2 separate regions of the Sus scrofa genome follow, and region 2 is linked to region 1. The links are chromatin contacts, called in public Hi-C maps. All regions are on one chromosome and are shown on one strand. The core of a region is the stretch at or near the end of the contact, and the rest is flanking DNA. Distances in the headings are between cores, read along the strand shown. Region 1 overlaps MAPKAPK3 (mitogen-activated protein kinase-activated protein kinase 3). Region 2 overlaps DOCK3 (dedicator of cytokinesis protein 3).

Region 1 (6,638 bases), core at 1,935-4,434:
CTTCTGGTCTAGGCATACCCCTTCTTCAGGTTCCCTGAAGGCCTGCCCGTGCTAAGGGCAGATGCTCTTCCCTCAGAGGGCTAGTATTACTGCCATGGTGTCTGGCTGCCTGGGGAGGAGGATGGGTCGGCCCTGGTGCTGCCCCAACACCTGTGCCAAATGACCTCCACCCTCCCTCAGCCTGTGCGGCTTCCCGCCCTTCTACTCCAACACGGGCCAGGCCATCTCCCCAGGGATGAAGAGGAGGATCCGCCTGGGCCAGTATGGCTTCCCTAATCCTGAGTGGTCAGAGGTCTCTGAGGATGGTGAGTAAATCTCTGCCCTAGTTTGCTCCACCGGACCCCATCAGCCTTCCTTCTGGAGGAGACCACTTTCGTAGTGGACTGACCTCTGTTCAGATCTTCGTTCGTCCACATCCCCGCTGTGTGATCCTAGGCAAGTCACGTAACCCTTTTGAACCTCAGTTTCTGTATTTCTGCTCAAAACCTGCCTCCTCAAAACCTCCTCTACCTCCTGTCTTTCATTCATACTTTCCCTTTGGGGACCACAAACAAGTCTGCCCTTGTTTAGAAAACTGATAGAAATATCAGTTTTAATTGCTGCTTAACAAATTACCCTGAACACATAGTGCCTTATGACAAGAAATGGTTATTAGCTCGCTTTTTCTGTGGGCCAGGAATTTGGGAGCACATGCAGAGCTGGTGGTTTATGGGAGGGGGGCCTGGCTCTGAGGAACTCTGCAGCCCGGCCACTCCCCTGTCTTCTCTAGCTAAGCAGCTGATCCGCCTCCTGCTGAAGACAGACCCCACGGAGAGGCTGACCATCTCACAATTCATGAACCATCCCTGGATCAACGTGAGCGCCTCTTCGACCTCAGGCGGGCAGGGTGATGAGCTTGAGCAGGGCTGCCAGGAGGGGTGACAGCTCTGGAGGCCCTGGTGTGGGCCACAGATGTGTGGTAGTGCCCCACCTACAGCCTGCCTTTGCCACTGCTCCCATCAGGCTCCTTCATCTCCCTGAGCCTCAGTTTCCCCATCTGAGATTGGAAGGAAGGGGGTGGGATGGGACAGCCCATGCTGTCCCCGGTGCCTGCAGGGTCTCATCTATGGACTTGGGGCTCCTTCCAGCAATCAATGGTGGTGCCGCAGACTCCACTCTACACGGCCCGAGTGCTGCAGGAGGACAAAGACCACTGGGATGAAGTCAAGGTGGGTGGACTACCCCTCAAGCTCTCTGTAGGTAACATGGTTTTGCAGAGAGGGACTCCAGAGTGATGACTACCCTGAACCTGGGTTTTCGGCCCCCTCTGCCCTTGTGTCATTGAGTGCACCAGTGGCCTGACTACGGCACTTGGAGCTTTGGGCTGCACTGCTCCATTCAGGCTGTGCTTCTGGCTCTCTCCCTAAGTGAAGAGGGGTTTGAGCCAGGGGCTCCGTGAAGGGGCTTTGGCCCCAAGTTTTGGCCGTCATCCTTCTTATAGTCTGCAGCATTTGGGAGGGTGATCAGCCTGGTTTCAGACTCAGCAGAGGCCAGATTTGAGCATATGAAGCAGCAGCTTGGAGCCCAGGGCAACCAGGGCACAATCTTCAGGCACCAGCAAGACGGCATCCCCTTGCAGGCTTTGTGGTTCTGAACAAGTGACATTGGTCCAAGGCCCTTTCCTACTTACCCTTGTTGTGGTCCGAGGGAGTCATTATCCTTTCTTTGCCTTAGCAAATGAGCTCAGTGTCCACCACAATGGATTAGATCGAGGATTTCGTGAGGCAAAGGGATGGGTCCAGTGCTGGGTACACAGGGGGCACTTGGGCAGCAAAGGTGGTCCCTGCCATCACTAACATTATTAAGGGGCTACCCAGGTAGGAGGGTGACATTTCTTGGGGTCAGTACATCTGTCCTCCCCCAACATCCGTCCCCAGGAGGAAATGACCAGTGCCCTGGCAACCATGCGGGTGGACTATGACCAGGTGAAGATCAAGGACCTGAAGACCTCGAACAACCGGCTCCTCAACAAGCGGAGGAAGAAGCAGGCAGGCAGCTCCTCAGCCTCACAGGGCTGCAACAACCAGTAGCTCATGTGGCCTTGGAGGGGCCAGGCCTCTCATCCTGGAGGACACACTGGACCCCCAGAGGGCCCAGAGTCATTTTTTTTAACAGAAGGATTATTTTGTTGTGTTTTAATCTGTCACTCGGAACTTCAGGATAAGGGAACGTGACCTCCATCCTTCAGAGTCCCTGCTTAGGTTCAGGCCCTAGAGAAGGGTCAAAGCCTGGGGGTAGGGAGCCACCAGCTACCGCTGCAGTGCCTTTGACCAGAGCAGCCTGAATGAACTGTGGCTCCGTCCTGCCCTGGGCATGGCCGTAGACTTCTAGGCCACTGGGAGTTGTGGCTGGGCTTCCCTCCTTCCATGGAAACAGCTCCCTGTAGGGTGGGCAGATGGGCCTGGCCTTGGGAAAGACATCCGGCTGCTGGTTGTCATGGTGACCAGGGACCGAACTGCTGTCTCTGAATGCTGAGTGAGTAAGCAAGGGAGGGAGAAGGGGCAATTGAGGGTCTGCCTGCCTTCTTGGGGAGGCTTCTCTCCTTTGTGCTGCTTGCCCCTCTCAGGCTCACCCTTCTTTGGTTTCCCCGAGGCCGCAGAGCCAGTCTGCCAGCTGCCCAGAGTGGTCCAGCCCTGACTTGCTGCAACCCCATTGCACAGGGCCCTGGGAATTCTCCTTCCACAGAGTCCCTGGGCCCAGACGTGCTGTTACTGCCTTCTACCCAAAGAGTGGCCTCTCATCTCAATAGGGTGGGAGGTATTTTTTAACTGTTTTTTACTTTGGAAAATGTCACTGTGACACAAGCCAGTACGGTTACCCTGCCCCCACCTGCTCACCAGATCCCAGGCAGGAAAGCCTCTTCTTAACAGTTCATCCACTCTTCTGTCCTGGTTGATAACCAGGGTTGTCTCTTGGTGCACTTTTGTGAGAGTGGATGAATGGGGGCAGGGCCAAGAGTCCCCCTGTTAATCAGGGGTCTCTTTCTATACCCCAGATCTGACGCAAGGCAGCGGAGAGCTGCTGTGTGATCCTTAGAGGGTCTGGTCCTAGTCAGAGCAGAGGGCCCCTTCCATGCTGGTCCAGGCTCATCCACCCCACACTGCCCAGACAGCCTCAGGGTGCTGAATGCCTGATCTAGGCCTGGCAAGTGCCTGATACCCTAGCCTGGTTCCTGATTCCTGACCCTTCTTGCACTGGCTGGGAAACCCTAGGCCACGTCAGACAGGACAACAATGCTGGGTTTTACATACAGGTATTAATAAAAATAGTTTGGCATTTTCCCTTGGTTCCGGGTTTCTCTTTGTCTACATGAGTGGACAAAAGTGGCCCAAGGGCACGTGCTCACACCCACCAGTGATTTCATTCCTGCTGGAGAGTGTGCCTCAGGCTTGGTAAACATGCCAACCTCACTCCAGGGCCACCTTGGCCTCACCAGGCATGGAAAGGTCGGCTCTATGCCACCCCATTGCCCTGTGTGTGTGACACCCATCCCTGGCCCGGTGCGTACCAGCGTCTGCCCACAGTGGCCACCCCCAGCTGTGTGCCAGCCTGCTGAAGGGCGGGCAGAGCGCCTGCTGCAGCGCTGAGCTATTTTCAGAAGCTGCCAGATTTCATTTGGCAGCAAGAATGTCGGGGAGGGGAGGGGGCGGGACGCTGGAGATTGTCTTTTGACTACTCCAGCGACAGAGCACCCTCAGCCTTGGGAGCGCTTGCGGGCAGGCTGGAGGGGGCCCCGACTGTGGCAGATTCCCAGCTCCCGTCCTTCCGGTTTCCCAAGAGCTTCTCAGGCAATGGCACTGGTAACCGCAGCGGCGCACCCCCCCCCCACCTCCCTTCCCCTCAGGCTGTGGGGGAGGGCACGGTGCCGTTGGAAGGCAGGGGCAGGAGAGCGCACCGGGGCTGAGTGCTGCTTCCTAGCCTGGCGACCTGGGACAAGTCTTCAAGCTTTCCTGCCTGAGTTTCCTCAACTGTGGGGAAGTCCTCTGGAGGATCTGGGCAGATGATGTGTGGAGTACTTAGTGGGGTGCCTGGTGCATGGCTTGTGCCCCCCACCCATTTGCTGTCCCAGCATCCTTGCTGACAGGAAGGAGAGAAGTACCTGAAATTGTTCAAGGGAAAAGCAGTCCAGCCCCAAACCTACCTCTGGGACTTTCCACCCAGAGAGTCAGACTTTCTCCACCCATGGGGTCTCATTCCCAAGGGCCTGCTCTCCAGAACAGCATCATTTGAGCTTCTTGGACCTTGATTCCAGCTGGGCTTCAAGGAGCATGGCTACATTTCTAAAGGGTTTCTGGGCTCTCCAGATGATTCCTAGGGGCCTCACAGAGCCTGTGGTTTAGACCAACCCTCATCATGTACTCTGTTCGGTGAAATGCTGGCCAGATGCAAAGGCGGATAGAGTCTCTGGTCCCAGAGCTGCAGAGACCAACTCTTGCTGGGCTACAGAGGGCCCATTGCCTGAGACCCTGTGCTGAGTGCAAGGAAGGCAGCAGTGAAATCTGTGGCTAGAATCTCACCTTGGGGAGTTGATACACATGAGCGAGAAGGACAAAATATCACACAGGTCCACGCTGAATCATGGGCTTGATATGGTTTATGAAAGAAGGAACTGACTTGAGAAGGAAGTGTCATTGGGCAGTTTAAGGCCAAGAGGGAATTTATGCTCCAGTGTCTGGGGAGGGTGCCCAATAAATTGCGGGGTTGAAGGCAGAACCGTGGGGGTCAGGGCCTTAGAGACAGAGGGACTCTGTACCCCTCAGCTCTGCCTGGCTGTGCTTCTCCTGGGGGCTGGCCTTGATCTTCCTCCTGTACTTCCTTCTCTGCATGCAAGACCAGAGCTTGAGCAGTCCCAGCAGGGAGGCATCTGCTCAGCTATCTGCATGCCAGTCCGAGGGAAGGATTCTTATTGGCCATACCTGGCCCATTGGTGTTGCAGAGGGCATGCCCCTTCCTGTGACTAGGTGGGGAGGGTTGTAGTAGAGGTGGTTAGCAGAGGAGGGGGTGGAAAGATTGCCGCCATGTCTCCCACATCTTTGTGACCTCTGGCAAGAACCCCGTAGGAGCCTGGCCCAGTGACACGCACAGCTCAGGGCCTTGGCATCAGGTTTATGGCATCAGGTACAACTCTCACAAGCCAGGATTGGAAGGCTGGATGCCCAGCCAAGTCACGCTCTCTGGGCCTCGATGTAGCTGTCTGTGAAATGGGAACAAATCCTGACAATTAGTTGGTATTCAGGTGAGCTGAGAAGCCAAGGGGACACACGGTCATTCACATGAGCCTATTCCAACACACACATTTGCATGGGCTTCATGTGGCTTCCCTGGGAGCTTTCAGTAAAGAGGCCATAAGAGGTGTATTCACGTGTGTGTGCATGCATGCATGAGTGTGTGTGTGTGTGTGTGTGTGTGTGTGTGTGTGCGCGTGTGTGATGCTTCCTCCCAGTGATGCTCCCCACGACCCAGCTGACAGCGGAGTTCTCTGTCTTGCAAACCTGGTGCTGGCCGGCTTCCAGTGGCCCGGCTCATTGCTATTCCACGCCAGCCCTCGATTCAGCCCCTCCACTGCAGCATCAGAATTGAGCCTCAAGATGCAGCTTGCTGCAACCTCTGCAGGGGTCTTGATGCTTCCAGGACTGCCTAAAACTCCCTCTCTCTACAGGTCCTGGGTTGCTGTCTCTGGACCTGGCTGGCTTGGGCTCAGCCTTTGCATCCCCAGAGGGTTCTCATAGCTTCCCCCCAAACCAAGCAGGTTAAAATCTCCCCCTTTGTCCTTCTGCACAGCCAGAATGTTTACCCCTTGGAATTGAGGCCAGCAAGTGGGGAAGGGTCTGGGAAGCTCACCTCCCACCCTGTGTGTGGGGTAGGGTGGGATTATTTAGTTTAGAGCCAGGAGATCTCAGCTCTGGTTTATTTGAAGCATCTGGCAAGGCTGTTCCGCTTTTTGAGGTTCCCCACCAGTAAAATGAGACATTGATTAATCGGGGTCAGATCTTCTTAGCACCCGTGGTTGACATGCTGCCACTCACTGGGTGGTGGGTTGTGAGGATGCCCTGTGGACTCAGGAGCTCATGTACTTTGCTAGGCCTCCATTTTCTTACCTCTTACATGGGAGTAATCCTCACAAAGGTGGGGCAGGGCTGCTGTGGAGAAGGGGACAGGTGGCCAAGCCCAAAGGCCTTGGTCACCAATGTGGCTCAAGTATCTGCTAGGTGACACACTCACTACTGGGACTCTGCCAGCTCTACCCTCTCTGTTTTCCCTGACCAGAAGAAGGCAGCTGGTGACTCAAGGGAGCCAGTTTCCTGGCGCTCAGAGGAGCTGGTCAGGGCAGGTTAATTGGGGTGTGGGGCCACCTGCTGGTCACCTGGTGAGTATTCAGTAGATGCCTGCTGTTTGCTGGAGCCTGAGGGAGCTGTGGTCCTGCCTAGGTGTAGGTGGGGACTACAACATCATAACAAACAGTTACCATTTACTGAGGGCCTATCGTATGCCAGGACCATGCGGGGGCTTTGCCTGGATCATTGATTTAGTCCTCACACTTCCCATCTCACAGATGGAGAAACTGAGCCCTCAATCTCTTAGCCAGAGGAGGGCAGAGG
Region 2 (5,981 bases), core at 2,066-4,565, 500 kb after region 1:
TGGATCATATGGACATCTATCTGGACAAAACTATAATTCAAAAAGATACATGTACCCCTATGTTTGTAGAAGTGCTATTTACAATAGCCAAGAAGACATAGAAACAACTTAATTGTCCATCAACAGATAAATGGACAAAGAATATGTGAGATAAACACGCACGCACACACACACACACACACACACACACCCCACAATGGAATATTGCTCAGCCATAAAAATAAAAAAAGAATGAAATATTGTCATTTATAGCAACATGGATGGACCTAGAGATTATCATACTAAGTGAAGTGAGACACAGAAAGACAAATATGATATCACTTATATGTGGAATCTTTAAAAAATGATACAAATGAACTTATTTACCAAATAGAAAAAGACTCACAAACATAGAAAACAAATTTATGGTTAACAAAGGGGAAAAGGAGGGGGAGAAATAAATTAGGAGTCTGGGATTAACAGGTACACAGAACTTTACATAAAACAGATAACGAGGACTTATTATATAGCACAGGAAACTGTATTCAATAGCTTGTAATAACCTACAACCTGAGAAAGATTCACATATATGTAACTGAATCACTTTACACTTGAAACTGACACAACATTGTAAATCAACTATACTTCAATTTTTTTTAAGTAAATACTTTTTCAAAATAAGATAACTTCAGAGTAATGAAGAAGAATGGATGAGGTAGTGCCTGTCCCTGATAAGGTAGTCAGGGAAAGGCCTCTTGCAGGTGCAAACATTTGAGTAGAAACCTGAAAGCCATGCCTTGAGCCAGAAAGCCACAGTGCTGTGTGTTCTCCACAAATTGGATTTGAACATATGTTCTTTGTGACATATGAATTGTAGGAGGCCTTTGATTATGCCCTCTGATGTGTTTGATATGGGCTTGGGCTGTCCCTAGGATGTATAAAGTGCTAAAGCCATGTTCTATTTCTGACGCAGAGTTGGGAGTTTGGGATCCCACTGTGCAGGGAGCTGGCCTGTCAGTATGAGAGCCTCTATGATTATCAGAGCCTCAGCTGGATTCGGGTAAGCTTTTCCCGTTCCCCTTGCCTAAACCTGACTGGAGGTGCTAGCACTTTCCTGGCACGAGCTTCTAAGGGAACATTTACTGTGGGTACAGCCTTTGTCTTAGTGCTGTGGACAGTATAGAAGAAGCAGAGGCCAGGGTTCCTACCCTGGAGATGCTTGCATTCTGGCTGGGGAACCACAACACACACCTGACAAATGATTGTGTGATTCACACCCCTAGAGCCACTGGTGCTCAAGGAAGGGAGAAGCAGCATACACAGGATAGGATGAGGGTTTCAAGGAGGAGGTGGCATCTTGACTTTATGAAGAAGCTTTTCCTGAAATGATTTTGTTCAGGGATGCTTCATTGGAAAACATGATAAGATCTTTCTCTGCTTTGGCTTGTGGTCACTTCCAAATACCCAAGAAAGGGAAGTTCTTATTCCCTTTTCGGATGCAAAATTAAGTAAATGGACTTTGAAGGTCTCCACCCAAAATTTTTCCACTTGCTGCTGCTGGATTTTGAATCATAACAGCTGCTTAGGTTATTGGCAAAGAGAAGCCAGGCATCTCAGTTCCTCCTCCTTATGCGCCCTTGTCAGCATGGCTAGCTCTGCTGGATTCCCTGATCCTGATCAGGGTTTGGGCCTGTCTACTAGATATTGTTCTCCAGTGATAGCTTTTTAGCTGGCTTTGAAGGCTTCAGCTCCCTGCCAGTCTGGCTTGACTAAGTGTGTTAGAGCTGTCTTCCCAGTCAAATTTCAGTGAGTTTTTCTGAATGTGAAACCAGGTCCGCCAGGACTAAAAAACTTATTGACCTTAGTAGTGCCAGACATCATGGCATAGTTCAACTTTTAAAGTTTATAATCTGGAGTTCCCTGGTGGCCTAGGGTTTAAGGAGCATTGTGGAAATCCTGTTATGGCACAAGATCACTGGTATCTCTGCAGCACCAGGACACAGGTTCAGTCCATGAGCCAGCACAGTGGGTTAAAGGATCCAGCACTGCCACAGCTGCAGCGTAGGTTGCAACTGTGGCTCAGATCTGATCCCTGGCCCAGGAACTCCATATGCCACAGGGCAGCCAGAACATAAAAAAAGGATTCAGCATTGTTACTGCTGTGGCTCAGCTTCAGTCACTGGCAGGTTCTGCATGCTGTGAGCGTGGCCAAAAAAATAAATTTTAAAATCTCCCAAATTGGGACCAGTACTAGTGATGCTGGTAACTAAGCCTTCCTCACTCTCACTCTGTTAGCATCTTCTGTCAGATGATAAAATGGACAAAAGTAATGCAGTTGGACTGGTGGAAAATGGTGCTGAGAATTGCTGTTAGCCACCTATAAGTAACAATAGTCAGGGGTCAACTGGTATAGTGTGTGTTAGTCAAAACCAGAAATCCCTGGACAGAAAAATAAGTCCATGTTAAACATGTGCCTATGAAAGTCCAGGAAGCATAAATCTCTGTGGGGTGGGGTCCACTTCCAGGGAAGGACACACTGAGCAGCTTCTTAGAGCTGCAGAGAGCAAGCCTATCCCTGCTGCACCATCGAATGGTAATGGAGAGGGAGGGCTTCCTCTCCAACAGGCAGCTCCATGGGGAGAGGTTGATCACGGCCAGGAGCTCTCTTTCTATCTAGACTGAGTCACCATGTTCTCTTTCTAAAAGACAGTGTCTACTTAGGCCTGGGAGAACTTGCTTTGGACACCACTAGCAGTCAAGCCAACCTGAAGGCAACTGCCTTTTTCGTTCACAGAAAATGGAGGCCAGCTACTATGACAACATCATGGAGCAACAGCGCCTGGAGCCTGAGTTCTTTCGTGTTGGCTTCTATGGCAGGAAGTTTCCTTTCTTCCTTCGGGTGAGTCCACTCAGGTAGTCATAAAAACTTCTATCATGTTTTATACAGAATTTATGTATAAACCTTTTTTTTTTTTTAATTCTTCCCTGTTCTACTGAATAGTACTTTTTGGAGGACCGACCAGTCAATGAAGGGCATTTGGCACTGGACCAGCTACCAACTTTAGACTCTGTTTTTTTCAGTTATACTGTTTTTTGCTACCTGGAATACATGAGGGTGGTTTTCTTACCAAATCAACCCAAGTTCCTGCAGGAAATGACCAGGCTCTGAGAATGTCCCATAGCTATGTTTAGGAACATTTCCACTTCTGTTTCCAGTGCCTGGAATCCTCCGTTGTGATTATTTTCAGCCAGACTGGATATCAGTACAGCCCTGACTTCAACAGTATGCTGACCTCTTGGTGTTTGGCATTTAAGAGGATCATTCTTCCCCCTGGCTGAACTGTAGGCTTTGCAGCCAGCTTGGAGAACAGGGGATCTGAGAGAACTCAGAGGATAGTCCCCTGTGCTCCCAGGGTTTGTAGGAGCTGCCAAACATTGGATTTGGCTGTGGAAAGCCTTTCCTAGGCGGCCAGTTCTCTGGCTCATGATGATGATAGCCATTTTTCTCCATTGCTGGAAAGGTTGAGCTGGGATATAAACAGAGTGGAAGGAATGACTGAGCACAGATATGCTGACACCAGTTGAACATTTGCGATTTTTTTGCCTTTATTCAGCACTACCCACAGGCTCCAGGAGGACTCACCCTGGGCTCGTAGTCTGTAGCCCATAGGTATTCAGTGTTCTCAGATGACCTGAATGAAGCTGTGCTGATGGAAGTGTCCTAGGACTGCATTTGAGACCTGAGACTAGCTCTGATTGTCCCCAGTTCCAGTATCTTTCTAAGGTTCAGTGTCCATGAATCTCAAGAAGCAGCTGGGAAAGTTCATAGGATTCCTTTGATGTATTTGGGATCCTGAGTTATTGGAGAAATTGCTTTAGCCAGTGAGGAAAAATAAGCTTGCTATCTTATTGAAGGTCAGTTGGACTAATGGCTCCTTAAAAAAAAGCCTGCTAAGCAACAGAGTCCAGGCTGACCCCATTTCAGATGTAACGCAGGTCAACTTGCACATTTCCTGGGCAGTAATCATTCTAGACCAAAAAGAAAAATGATTTCTGTAGGAATTAGTAATAGTGACAGGGACAGCAAGCACACTCTGCCTAATGTTGATCCCCAGAAGGCTTCAACTCCATTCCATGAGAGTGTTTCTGGTAGCAGAATGTGAATGAGCAGAGGATCTCCTCAGGAGACTGGACCTCCTTCTCTCTCTAGGGACCCTTCAGCCCAGGCATTTCAGAAGTGGTATATTTGTTACCCGCCCAGCACAGATCCTACAGCAGCAGTAGTGGTAGAGGTCAACAGAAGAGGAAGAAGGAATAGTATAAGAAATAGAAGCCAAAAGCAACTCTAGAAAGTCCTTTGATGAGCTAATGAGTCTGGCCCTGTAACTTATTTCCTTCTCATTTTATCTTTGCAAATTATGCTTTATTGCTGTTTTACTCTCCTTGCTTAGTCCCACAATTCTCTTTTTTAAAAAAAAATTTTTTTTTTTTTGTCTTTTTGGGGCTGTACCTGCAGCATATGGAGGTTCCCAGGCTAGAGGTCTAATTGGAGCTACAGCTGCTGGCCTACGCCACAGCCGCAGCAACTCGGGATCTGAGCCATGTCTGCAACCTACACCACAGCTCACGGCAACACCGGATCCTTAAGCCACTGAGTGAGGCCAGGGATTGAACCCGCAACCTCGTGGTTCCTAGTCGGATTCGTTTCCACTGCACCACAGTGGGAACTCCTAGTCCCACAATTTGAACATCATCAACCAGATTTTATTCCAAAACATCATCATTTTGGGTATTATAAAATCTGGCTCTCATGTCCCCCATTTTTGTCCCTGCCAAACAAGAAGTCTCCAGCGTGGTTCCACCTGCTTCCCACCCTTATGCCCATGTCACAGGGGACATTATTATCTCGGGGCTTTCAGAGCTTTTTGACAAATAGGACCTAGCATAGAACTTGACCTTGAGCCATTCATGAAATGTTCACAGGTGACAGTTTAAATGTTCAAATGTGGTTTCAAGGATGCCAGTAACAAGAAAAATAACAAGAGGTGTTAGGATATGTCAGCCTTCAGTCAGTCCATTCTCATCCCCACACGAGGAGCTATGTTTCATGAGGACAAAATCTGCCTGGTCTGGCCTTCCCTTCCCTCAGCTGCAGAGTTCATCTCTGGCAACTGGAATAAGTTCAGCGGAGGTAGCCGTTTACCTTGGAAATGGCAAGAACGAAGTGTAAAGCAGTGGCAGCCAGATCTGTCTTATGTGGGGATGCTGGCGCTCTCACCTGAGCAAACTTGAAACCAACAGCAAGCCTCAAGGTCAACATTATGTGCCTCCCTCCTGCTGGGCCTTCCCCAGAAGGCTAGGCTACTCTTTCACCTTCCCTGAACACATAGGCCATCTATTACTTTAGCTCTGTCAGCTTGATTTCTCTGGACCATCTGCCTGCCTTGCTTCACAAATGTGATTATCTACTAATCTGCATGGAAACAGGAAAACATCCAGCCCTCTCTTCTTGAGAGAATTTCTGTTTCTCTTCATTTGATCCACGAACAGACGCTAGTGACCATTGTACATTGTGAGTGGATATGAAAAGGCCAATTTGTCACAATTACCTTCTTTGTCATTTCTGCTTTTCAGGCAAGGGACTTAGAAATGTCTCTTTCCTTGCTCCTCCTGACCTTGACTTCCCTTCCAGTATTGCCCTTTCGTTCTCATCCATCTGGACATGTGTTCTAGCCTTGGTTGAGTTCACCTATAGTAGGAGAAGTGAAAAATGGGCAGAAATACTGTTCTATAAAGGCGAGGTCATCTACAGCCTGGCCTGTGATGTTCCCTATACTGGGAAAGGTAGGGCTGGCCCTGTGGGACCTCTCTCTCTGTTCCTCTGAACACATGCCAAGAGGGGCTGCCAGTGCCTAACACCATTTGTCAAAGTGAATCTGGTGAGGCAGGTAGGCAGGCAGACAGATGTAACCAGAGGGTTTCAGAAGAGCCTCCTCCAGCCG

Evidence for each region. Hi-C and Micro-C count contacts between places; a contact is called where the count stands out from the background.
Region 2: a contact with region 1 is called in a Hi-C map of heart right ventricle, with 2.2 times the contacts expected there. The contact joins two enhancer-like sites. A contact is called at or near these places in 4 of 47 Hi-C or Micro-C datasets (embryonic fibroblasts, fetal skeletal muscle, heart right ventricle and 1 more) and 1 of 2 datasets of contacts at active chromatin or transcription factors (alveolar macrophages).

What each region holds. Positions count from the first base shown.
Region 1 is chr13:33,122,502-33,129,139 of Sscrofa11.1, forward strand. MAPKAPK3 (mitogen-activated protein kinase-activated protein kinase 3) reads left to right here. Exons shown (of 11, transcript NM_001143717.1): 8 at 181-305; 9 at 770-855; 10 at 1,128-1,208; 11 at 1,917-3,319. The coding sequence ends at 2,069. It overlaps LOC110256233 (a long non-coding RNA gene), which reads right to left. Exons shown (of 2, transcript XR_002337537.1): 2 at 2,797-5,233. Among named protein-coding and RNA genes, the nearest start is that of DOCK3, 26 kb to the right of the region's middle. Within about 2 kb of position 3,185, at least 27 of the 83 cell types and tissues checked have an H3K27ac peak or open chromatin away from gene starts, as enhancers often do.
Region 2 is chr13:33,625,791-33,631,771 of Sscrofa11.1, forward strand. DOCK3 (dedicator of cytokinesis protein 3) reads left to right here. Exons shown (of 55, transcript XM_021068838.1): 40 at 953-1,039; 41 at 2,774-2,878. Among named protein-coding and RNA genes, the nearest start is that of MANF, 29 kb to the right of the region's middle. Within about 2 kb of position 3,316, at least 4 of the 83 cell types and tissues checked have an H3K27ac peak or open chromatin away from gene starts, as enhancers often do.